Regions from separate parts of the Mus musculus genome. Here region 1 is linked to region 2. Evidence: chromatin contacts called from public promoter capture Hi-C data. All regions are on one chromosome and are shown on one strand. The core of a region is the stretch at or near the end of the contact, and the rest is flanking DNA. Distances in the headings are between cores, read along the strand shown.

Region 1 (5,564 bases), core at 994-3,493, 3.0 Mb before region 2:
TCCAATCTGTGGAGCAGTCTTCAGGCTCTGCAGGGTGCTCCAGGCTCCCAGCTTTGTAAGCTGTCACTCATGCTGGGGCGGGCTTGGGTGACGCAGCTGTCTTTGAGTGACTTCTCCCGTAAGTCACCCCTCACCCATGCACACTCCTGTAAGTAACTCTAATAGAAAATTCATCGGTTCAGCAAATTGGACTTTGGTCTCTTCTGAGCTGGCTCCCTGTCTAGGGTGAATGGACATGTGTGTGTGGCATCTCCCCTGGAAAAGTTTTCTTTCCCTAGGCTTGGCCTGGGGTCTCCCAGGCTTTTTGCAGTTGCTGGTGGCATCCTTCTTAGTGGGTACTTAAGAATCAGGACCCTGGCCAGCGATGCAGCAGCCGTTGGCAGAGGGCTCCCCTAGCATGCAGGAGGCCCCTGGATTACATCCCCAGTAATAAACCAGGCCTGGCGACAATATAGAGGTGAGAGCAAGATGTTCATTGTCATCCTTGGGTACATAGTAAATTCTAGTCTTTGTTTTAAAAACAAACAAACAAACAAACAAGCAGGACATAAGATCAGATATGCCTGGCATGGTGGAAGGTGCCTTTAACTCCAACACTCAAGAGGTAGAGGTCATCCTGGCCTACAGAATGAATTCCAGGCCAAAGGTGGTACATAATGAGACCCCATCTCAAAAACAGACAGAGAAAGGAGGAGGGCAAAGGGTAGAAAGAGGAGGGGATGTTCACAATAGGGGGAGGGGATGTTCACAATACGTGTATATATATTCTTTCCTTCTGGATGTGGATAGAACCCAGGACTTCACACATGCTAGACATTCATTCCACTTTAAGCTACATTCCCGCCCTCACATCCCCTTTTGTTTAAATCATTAATATTGATATTATTATTATTATTATTATTATTACTACATATGAGTACTGGTTGTTTTCTGTCTTTGCATGCATGTGGAGATCAGAGAACAATTTTTAGGAGTCATTTTTCTTCTTCCACCGTGAGTCCCAGGGATGGGACTCAGGTTGTCAGGTATGTGTAGCAAGCTCCTTTACCTGTGAACCATCTTGCTGGGGCTGATACCTGCTGATTGCTAAACACATGCCACCGATTATATTAATGCACTAGTATTTTATTTATTTATTTTTCGAGACAGGGTTTCTCTGTGTAGCCCTGGCTGTCCTGGAACTCACTCTGTAGAACAAGCTGGTTTCGAACTCACAGAGATCTCCCTGCTTCTGCTGGGATTAAAGATGTGTGCTGCTGCCGCAGCTGCCACCACCACCAGACACCACCAATTATTATTGTTCAATTATTATTGTATACACACTTTCTTTTCTGTCTCCTGAGCTAAGTGGGAAGGAGAGGCTTCCAACACCATCAAGCCTGAAGAACTCACCGGGTGTGGGTTCCTACCTGCTCCAATTCTGCAGGTCCCCCAGATTCAGGGACCCGGAAAAGCCACCTATCCTTTGCTTAGCTATGAGTACTGAAGTTTTAGATCAGGGAGGGAGCACATTTTCCAAGCTCACCGAGTCACACAGAATCCGTGACAAAGCTAGTGGGGAGGGGACTGCATCCTTACCCATCCCTACACCTGGAGATATCACAGACTCTCCAATTCCTCCTGAGCCTCAGTTTCCCCACCTAGACTGATTATACCCCTCTCGCCAGAATCTGCACTGGGGACCTTGCTCTTTTTCACCAGCAGGGGCGCTGCACCGGTTTGGGGAGGGTGGGGTCCCAGGGGTATAAGCAGACCTGGGATCTGGAGTTGCACCTTCTCCAACCCGGGTCAGCAGGGGCCTTCTGAGGGAGTTTAGGCGCCTGTCAATCTCAGCCTCCGGGACAGCGTGGAACTGCGCAGGCGCGGGCGGGTTCCGCACAGCGCAACAGCGGGCGCGCGCAGGAGCGAGGGATTCCCTCTGACGTAATTGCTAGGATACCAAACAAACACTGGGCCGCGCTGGCCGAGCTCCTTATATGGCTAATTGCGTCACAGGAACTCCGGGGAGGGCGGGGCGGGATCCCCTCCCGCGAAGCCCCTCAGAACGCAGCCTTGGGGACCCCCGAGACCCCCAGGGTCACACTATGGGCAGGTGGCAGGTGCACGAGGCCCTGGAGGGCGCCACAAGGAGCTCAGTCGGCGGGAAGGGAGAGTTTGGGAGGTTTGTGCATGGAGTTGCGGGTGACGCAAGCGCGGGGGCGGGTCCCGGAGGCATAAATTCAGCCCGGCAGCTCCCGGTTTCATTCATAAGACTGGAGCGGCTACGCCGGGGACACGCGGAGCCGGGGCTTGCTGGACTTGACTACTGGTGACTCTTTCTTTTTCTTCTTCTTGGAGGCCGTGAAAAATTTATATATATATATTTATATATATTTTTAAACTGGAGAGAAAGTTTTGTGGGTTTCCTTTTTGCAAGACTCTTTCTAGATCGTTCTTCCGATTCGTCCGGAGGATAGACTTTCTTTCTGTGGGCTTCTGGATCGCGCCCCTCTGCTCTCCCTCATTTCTTGGGACGCTTCGACAGGATTGGAACTGCATCTGAAGCGCACGCTGCACCGCGGCACTGCCCGGCGGGTTTCTGGGCGGGGAGCGATCCCCGCGTCGCCCCCCGTGAAACCGACAGAGCCTGGACTTTCAGGAGGTACAGCGGCGGTCTGAAGGGGATCTGGGATCTTGCAGAGGGAACTTGCATCGAAACTTGGGCAGTTCTCCGAACCGGAGACTAAGCTTCCCCGAGCAGCGCACTTTGGAGACGTGTCCGGTCTACTCCGGACTCGCATCTCATTCCACTCGGCCATAGCCTTGGCTTCCCGGCGACCTCAGCGTGGTCACAGGGGCCCCCCTGTGCCCAGGGAAATGTTTCAAGCTTTTCCCGGAGACTACGACTCCGGCTCCCGGTGTAGCTCATCACCCTCCGCCGAGTCTCAGTACCTGTCTTCGGTGGACTCCTTCGGCAGTCCACCCACCGCCGCCGCCTCCCAGGTAAGTTTTAGATCGTAAAGATTCTACTTTAGTGGTTGGGGGGGGGGGTGTTTCTTTCAGGCTAAAGTGTAGATTGAGCATCCTCTCAAATAGAGACGCGCCAAAACCCAGGATCTGGGATTGCAATAGTTCGGTTTGCACTTTGGTTTTTTGTTGTTTGCAAACTGCAAAGAATGGAGTGATGTTTGCAAAAGGTTATTTGCGCGGAGCGCGGGAAAGGAATGCAGCTGGGCAAACGTTGGCGATGCCCGGTGCAAAGTATATACCCGGTGGTTAGCAGAAGCTGAGAACTTTTAGCCGAAAGCCGGCTCCCTAAGCCGAAGCTAGGCAAGTAGGGGAAGAAAAAGAAACAAAAAATTCCAGAGAAGCTTCCAGGAGCCTCCTCCTCTTCCCTCTTCCTTCAAAACGCGGACTGCAAGTCCGCAGTCACCCTCCACCCAGCAAGAGTTAGGGCCTCGAACCCCGGTCACGCTGCCTCCGCCTCCTGCGCGGAGACGTAACGGGGGACCCGTGCGTAAAGGCTGACGCGCTGGAATCCTCCGTCTGACGCGGGGCACGCACAGCGCGCAGCGCCCCCTCCGCCCGCCCCGCCCCTGACGTCCCGGGCACGTTCTATTTTGGAACGCCGAGGCCACGTTGCTAAGGGAGGGGGCAGCGTGGCTTTGTGATTGGCTGTCGCGGCGCGAGCTTTAGCCAATCAGCGTTCCCTTCCTATTTGTAGAGCGTAGCTCCCTTCCTTGCTTTTTGTGGTTCTTCCCGTGCTGGGGGTCTCCAAGAGGGAGAGCTAGGGGATTCTTGTCGCGATCGGGGGACTCGTTGTCACCCCATGGGTCTGCGAGGACCTTGTGTGGACCTGGTCCTGTTGTCATAAGCTAGAGGCTTTTGGCTGAGTGTTAGCGCCTCTAAGGGGGAACTGAAGGCCTCATCCCTTCTCCAGGCACACATATACGTGCTCCCTGAGCTCTAGACACTCAGTCCTTCCGAGGTGTTCAAACACTAGATGAGCTAGCCTACGGAGAGGCAGCCAGGTGGTCTCTAAAAGGTCTGCCTTCCCTTAGTTCCCAGGGCTCTGATTGGCCAGGGATTCAGCCCTTCCCTCGCCACGCCCCCTAGAGTAGTTAAGCCTCTAGGATTCCACTTGCGGGAAGGGGGGGGGGGGGCGTGATGGACGCTTCTTGGGTTCGGGGACGCAGATCCTATGTCACCCCATCCCCTGCAAGACAGTCTGAGAGATTCTCGCTGTCACTTTTCTCTGCCTATCAGTTCACTGAAACCTGTCAGTCTCACTGGGGAAGAGACAGACACTCGGAAGGGATGCTCTCAACTCTTAGGCCGGTCCCCCAACACCGTTGGAACTGGGATCTCCGCCCCTGCGGGAGCCCTCATGCAGTGGGGGGTGTGTTTGTGTGTGAGTGGAGGAGAGGAAGGCTTGGGCTAAGGCCTCTCCCTCTCCCTCCCTCTGTGGTGGGGGTGGGGTGTTTTGGCTGTATGTGTGTGTGAATGTCTGTGGCTCCATCCCGGGAGGTTTGTCACCAGGTTCTGTCCAGCCTCCTCTCCCACCCACCCCCCCACACCTAAGAGTCACCAACCCGGGGTGTGATTCACCACCCGCTGGAACCGTGCAACCTTTCCCCGAGGAAGAAGGAGGAGGTAGAAGGCAGTTGAACAGAATCTCTCATTAACCACTGCGTCACGGTGTAGTGGAAGGGTGGGTGTTGTGGCTTTTTGCCTGTGACACACACATCCACACCCGCTCACCCTGTGCTCACTCACAGGGGTCGGTGTGTGTTATGTGTGTTGGGCGTGTGTGTGTCGGTGGCTTTGTTTGTGTGTCTACGCCTGTGTGTGTATGTCTCACCCCGTAGGAGTGCGCCGGTCTCGGGGAAATGCCCGGCTCCTTCGTGCCAACGGTCACCGCAATCACAACCAGCCAGGATCTTCAGTGGCTCGTGCAACCCACCCTCATCTCTTCCATGGCCCAGTCCCAGGGGCAGCCACTGGCCTCCCAGCCTCCAGCTGTTGACCCTTATGACATGCCAGGAACCAGCTACTCAACCCCAGGCCTGAGTGCCTACAGCACTGGCGGGGCAAGCGGAAGTGGTGGGCCTTCAACCAGCACAACCACCAGTGGACCTGTGTCTGCCCGTCCAGCCAGAGCCAGGCCTAGAAGACCCCGAGAAGAGACAGTAAGTATGAGGCCTCAGGAGTTGGGATGGAGGAGCCTAGCTAGGGATGTGGGCTCAGTTTGTACAGTGCTTGCTGCCATGCATGAAGATCCCTAGCACAGCATAAGCCAGGAGTGGTTATGCAGACCTGTAACCCCAGCTCTCAGAAGGTGGAGGCAGGAGGAGCAGGAGTTCGAGGCCAGCCTGTGCTACTTATGGAGTCCAGCCTGCACTGCAAGAGATCATTATTTTCAAAAGTTGGCCTTGGGGGGAGGTGGGTGAGGGAAGTAAGAGAAAGTGACAGTAATTTTGTCACTTAATAGTTGGAGGTTCCTCTGAGGCCTCAAGTCTGAAGGAACTTTACCATTCTGGCCAGTGAGGAGTAGGGGTTATTATTTGGGGTTCAGGAGGAAGGAG
Region 2 (5,878 bases), core at 1,877-4,376:
TCCTTCCCACTGCAATCCTCATGGGGGTGGGGGGCGCCCAGGGACCCGGGCTGGGGGAGGGGAGCTGAGAAACAGCTGTTGCCCGAGGCCCGGGAAGGGACGTGGACTGCAACTCCGGGGACTGCAGTCAGATTCTAAGAGGGACTTCCCACTCGACTTGGCCCCTCCATCCATGTCTCCCACTCTGTCTTCCTGGTTCTTGCTACACAAAGACCACACTGGCCACACCCTCCCGGTGGCCCCACTCAGCTCCACTCCCGCTTCAGCTTCCCCGGGTGCGGGGCGGGCACTCACCGTCCGGGCGCGGGCCTCTGGGCCGGCTGCGGTGACCCCCAGGCCAGCGGGGGCCCCCCAGGGCGGCGGTGACGGCAGGTGGAGCGGTGGGGGCGCAGAGGTAGGCGGCCGGCAGCAAGGCAGGGGCAGCAGGGGCGGCGGGCAGGCCGGGCTCGCAAAGGCTGCAGGATACAGCGGAGGGCATCAGGCGGCCGAGCGGGAAGGGGCGCGGACTGTCGCGGGCTAGACCCTCTACGGGCTCCGGAGAGCTGCCCTCCTGGCGTGCGCGGGCCATGGCGCTCCCTGGAGCCTGCGGGACACGGCGGGAGGTCAGTGGGGCGACTGCGGGGGGGGCCTGCAGGACCCCACCTCGCAGACACCCTGCCTGGAAGTCACTCCCACCCAGGAAGGGATGACCCCAGGGACAGCCTGGCCGGGACACATGGTGAGGGGCGCACAGACTGCGTCTGGGGTTTGTAGCAAAACCCACCAGGAAAACTGCCTACTACTCTCAGGGCTTGGGCCAGGGAGAACTTTCTCAACAGAGAAGAGCGCAGAAGGGGTGCTGGGGCTCCCAGGATACACGGTGCTGTCAGAGAACCGTGTGTGTGTGTGTGTGTGTGTGTGTGTGTGTGTGTGTGTGTGTAATGGGAAGACACCAGTGAACTCAGAGAAGTGTCCAACTTTACCGCCCCTCCCGCTCCCCCAGTGAGGTGGCTCACCCAGAAACACATGGGGACACAGACATGCACACACAGCCATCCAGAGCCCTTTCAACATATTTACACCAGTCTCACACTGACCCGCTGCTGACATGCCAGCGCTCACCCGCCCACAATGCAGCCGTCACACACTGAAGCACAACAGACTCAAGTCTTCAACGTGTTTCTCCCGCATACACACAGACAACCCAAAGACACCCCCCTTACTATTCCTTAGCACATGCACCACCATCATCTCAAAACACACCTGAATGTGCACCCCCCCCCAACTTTGAGCTCCTGGGACACAACAGCCACACATAGACACAAGTCATCATATCCAGATACATCATCCCCCCTCGTGTGCGGGGCAGCCACATCGGGAGGCACCAGCCGCAGCTGGTAGAAGCCATAGGTCCAGCCTCTACTCTCAGCCCCAATACACCACAGCCAACTGTCAGCCCCAGAAAACACACACACACACACACACACACACACACACAGAGCCCAGCAGCACACACACCTAATGCAGAGACAGAAAACACTGGCCTCACGTGACTGCTATAAACACTACAGAGAGAGAGCACCACATGACACATAGCCTGGATCACAGAGACAAACCCCTCAGACCCAAAACTCACTCTCACCCCCCCCTCTCTCTTTCTCACACACACACACACACACACACACACACACACACACACTGCATGCAGAGAGAGGGGCTGGCACTGAACCCGCTAGATCCCCCCCACCCCCAAAGCCCTTCATGCTCAGCGTGCCTTGTGTGCCTTTTGCTGCTCAGAAGTCACCCAGCGAGCGATCAGGCACTGGGTGGCATCCCATCCCAAAAGCTGGGTACAGCAGATGCTTGTCTTGGAGACACCCAGAGACAGCACGCGCGCGCGCGCATACACACACACACACACACACACACACACACACACACACACACGCAGCGCACACTTGGGCGAGACCCCTGCACAGCAACACAGCTCACTCAAGCGACACACAAACACAGCTCAAGTGCCCCGGTCGTCCGCACCACCACCACCAACACTACCAGGCAAGCGACAGATACAGATCCCCTTTTCACCCCTTAAGAGCACACGTATACAACTCTGGTTTGGGGGGTGGCCACCCACACCCGTAAACGGACAGGTGCACCCCACCCCGCAGACACGCGGGCAAGGACTCACGCAGACACCCCTCCGGGTGACAAACGCCAACATCTCGGTGTAGGGATACAAACTCGGGAGCCAAACACGAGCACACACACCCAGGCGAGACACCTGCAGATCCACAGCCCCGCACGCGCGGTCCCCGCCGCCCCTCCGCTGTCACAGCCCCCCCCCTCGACGCCGCCACGTGCGCCCGCCCCGCCCGCCCAGCGCGCGCGGGGCCAATAACCGGCTGTTGCTGGGGCGCAGCCCCCGCCCGCGGGAGCCACAGCCTCCGCCGCCCCCTGTCGCCGCCCCCGGCGGGCGCGCGCTCTGGGTGTGGCCGATCCTCGGTGCCACCCCCCACCCCAACCCTCCCGCAGTGGGACTCGGGGGACTCGAGCGAGCCCGGGGCCACGCTCCTCCCAGGTCTCACTAGCCACCAGGGGGCGCGGGCGAGCCCGAACCCCATTGTTTGTAAACAAACCCGCCAGACCGCTGTGGCACCTGTGCGCCCAGACAGGGCGCCCTGAGTCCCAGGTGCTTCCTTCCCGCCCGCCTGGCCCAGCCTTAGTCCCAGTGATGAAAGCTGGGGCACAAGCTGCGGGAATGCAAGGCGACCGTCCTATCGGCCCGTGCACCCCGTCACCTCCTCCAGGGAGCCCTCCGGGCCTTGCCGCTCGTAAGCAGCTTCGGGAATCGGGGTGCTCACTCACCCCGGGGGCATGAACACTCCGGAGAAAGGAGGCGATGGGGTGGCGGGCGGTTGCCTTCTGGAGGGCTCGCCCGCCGAGTGGGTTGCTATTGAGGCACCTTGCTGCTGCTCCTGCTGCTCTAACTGCAGTGACTGCTGCTGCTTCTGGAGTCTTCGTGTCCGGATCACCGCTGCTGCTGCTTGCTTGCTGGTGTCGCCGCCGCCTCCTGGGCTCCCCGCTCGCATGTGGCTCTATGCCGCGTCTCAGGCCTCCCGGCAGATCCCCGGGCCCCGCTCGCTCGGCGGCCGCCCCGCCCCGCCTCTCGCTGGCTCCCACGCCCCGCCCCCGCGTGACGCCAGGGCCCCGCCCGCGGCTGGGGACAAGTCGGGGCTTGCAGTCGGGCGCCGCGCCCCCTACCTCGGCGCGGGGGGTTTCCCGGCAGCCAGAGGGGCGGGGCGAGGCCTGGTCCAGGCAGGAGGAGCAGCGTGGGGACAGCCCAGACCTAGGGTGTCCGGACACACGCTTGACACACTGACACACTGACTGGGACCCACACCCACACCTGAGGAGTACGCTCAGACTAACGGACTGGCACGCCAGGGTGCACTGAGTCAGTGATGACTGAGCCACAGGGACACAAAGTCAGACCAGAGGCACAGATACACATCAGGACAAGGGCCTGGACACACGAGCTCACACAGACCCAGACATCCAGATTATCTTACTTACTGGCTCACTGGGTCACACACAGACAGTGACAACCCAAAACGTAGTTGCACAAACAATATTCAAACAGTCTCCGACGCACAAACCCGTGTCCCCAGATGCCTAGGGCATTCACACTACACTAAAGGCTGACCCCTTCTCAGAACAACTTCCTGGCAGGTTCAGAGGGACACACACTCCAATCCAAATAGCACTCTCAGGCTGACACCCGCAATAGCTGAAGCACAGCCACTAGACTGCACTGGCTGACCCTACAAAACATGCCAGTCACATACAGAAGAAACTGAGCCCAGACCTGTGCTCACAAAGTCACTCCTGAGACAGGTTCCTGCTAAATGGCTTGATGGCGGGTTACACTCGTGAACTTAAACACCTGGCCCGCCTGGCGTAATACCCATCTGGCACTGGACAAATGGGGAAGAGGCAGCCCTGTGCTCCTGGCACAGACATGCCCGGGCAGCCCCCTGCACCCTATTTCATCCTGTCTGTTGTTTCTGTTTCCTTTCCCTTTTCTAAAAGTCATTTATTTCCCTTCCCTTTTGAAACAGTGACCCTTCCTCCTCCCAAGCCGTAGACATCTCTCACGGCACTTGACAGACTCTCTGTCTCACCCAAACTGTCACCAAACTTACTGAGTATATTACTTACCTATGGGTGCCCAGCACTGGGCCCGCTGTGAAAGGGTGTCACACAGCCATGTGAGATAAGACACTTGTTAAAGAAATAAACATAGTCACTTACACCTGTCTTCCCAGCACTTCCAGAGGATAAAGCAGGAATGTGGTTGCAAGGTTGGAGTCTGTCTGAGTTACATAGTGAGTTCCAGGCCCCCCCCTTTTTTTTTTTTTCTTTTTTGGTTTTTCAAGACAGGGTTTCTCTGTGTAGCCCTGGATGTCCTGGAACTCAGTTTGTAGACCAGGCTGGCCTCAAACTCAGAAATCTACCTGCCTTTGCCTCCCAAGTGCTGGGATTAAAGGCATGCACCACCACTGTCCAGCTTGTTTGTTTGTTTGTTTGTTTGTTTGTTTGTTTGAGACAGGGTTTCTGTGTGTAGCCCTGGCTGTCCTGGAACTCACTTTGTAGACCAGGCTGGCCTCGAACTCAGAAATCCTCCTGCCTCTGCCTCCCGAGTGCTGGGATTAAAGGCGTGCGCCACCATGCCCGGCTCTCCAAGCCCATTTTTGAGCACAGCAAGTGATCTTTTTCAAAAAACGAAGCAAGTGGGGGGGGGGGGGAGAACTCAGTGATTAAGAGTGCTTACAGCTCTTCCCAAGGAAGGACCTGTGTTCTGTTCCCAGTACCTACATCTTGTGCCTGGATATGTAACCCTAGCTCCAGGGAATCTGATGCTCCTGGCCTCCTGAGAGACCTGCGTCCGTGTCCACACACTCACGTACACACACACACACACACACACACACACACACATACTCACACACAATTAAATTTAAAATAACCCACAACTGGACAATCTGCAGACAGTGAGAGACCTTGGAGCATTCAGCTGTAAACTGGATGTTTTCATCCAACTCCTTTCCTCGGGGTTCAGGGACCCACGCAGAAGAGGAAGTGGAAAGATCACCAGAGGTGGCAGATGACTCCAAGAAAAGTGTGCTCCGGCTGGGCATGGTGGTGCACGCCTTTAATCCCAGCACTCAGGAGGCAGAGGCAGATGGATTTCTGAGTTCGAGGCCAGCCTGGTCTACAAAGCGAGTTCCAGGACAGCCAGGGGTATACAGAGAAACCCTGTCTCGAAAAACCAAAAAAAAAAAAAAACCTGACAAAATCCCAGCAGTGAGTAGGGTAGGACACAAGGTCCCACCTCTAGTCCAGAAGCTATTTGTAATTGATTCCTTCTCGGGGGAGGGACATCAGTTCTCTCCAGTGGAGTGTCACTGGGCTTCTATACTCCAGGACAGGTCTCAATGCCCCTCTGCTGCCCCCCCTCCCCCCACACACACCAGTAGTTGGTCAACCCAAAACAGACTGCATGGTTTTTTATGTGCTTTTTCCTGAGTTTAGTGTTGGCTTGGTTTGGTCTTTTTGGTTTTCTGTTTGTTTTGATTTTTGGTTTTGGGGTGGTTTTGTTTTGCTAAGACAAAGAGAGAAAGAAAGAACATGAAGTTGGGTGGATAGAGAGATGGGCAGGATCTAGGAGGAACTGAGGGAGGGGAAAGAATATGATCAAGAGCTGGCGAGATGGCTCAGTGGTTAAGAGCACTGACTGCTCTTCCAGAGGTCCTGAGTTCAATTCCCAGCAACCACATGGTGGCTCACAAACATCTGTAATGGGATCTGATGCAATCTTTTGATGTGTGTCTGAGGA

Evidence for each region. Capture Hi-C pulls out chosen DNA fragments and counts their contacts.
Region 1: a contact with region 2 is called in a promoter capture Hi-C map of adipose tissue, with 4 times the contacts expected there. The contact joins the promoter of Fosb here to the promoter of Bbc3 in region 2. A contact is called at or near these places in 2 of 115 datasets of contacts at active chromatin or transcription factors (forebrain and stem cell-derived neural progenitor cells) and 2 of 9 other capture datasets (adipose tissue and liver).

The regions. Positions count from the first base shown.
Region 1 is chr7:19,306,724-19,312,287 of GRCm38.p6, reverse strand. Fosb (FBJ osteosarcoma oncogene B) reads left to right here and starts at 2,243. Exons shown (of 4, transcript NM_008036.2): 1 at 2,243-2,982; 2 at 4,848-5,168. The coding sequence starts at 2,857.
Region 2 is chr7:16,306,831-16,312,708 of GRCm38.p6, reverse strand. It overlaps Bbc3 (BCL2 binding component 3), which reads right to left and starts at 3,126. Exons shown (of 4, transcript NM_133234.2): 1 at 2,848-3,126; 2 at 295-583. The coding sequence starts at 568.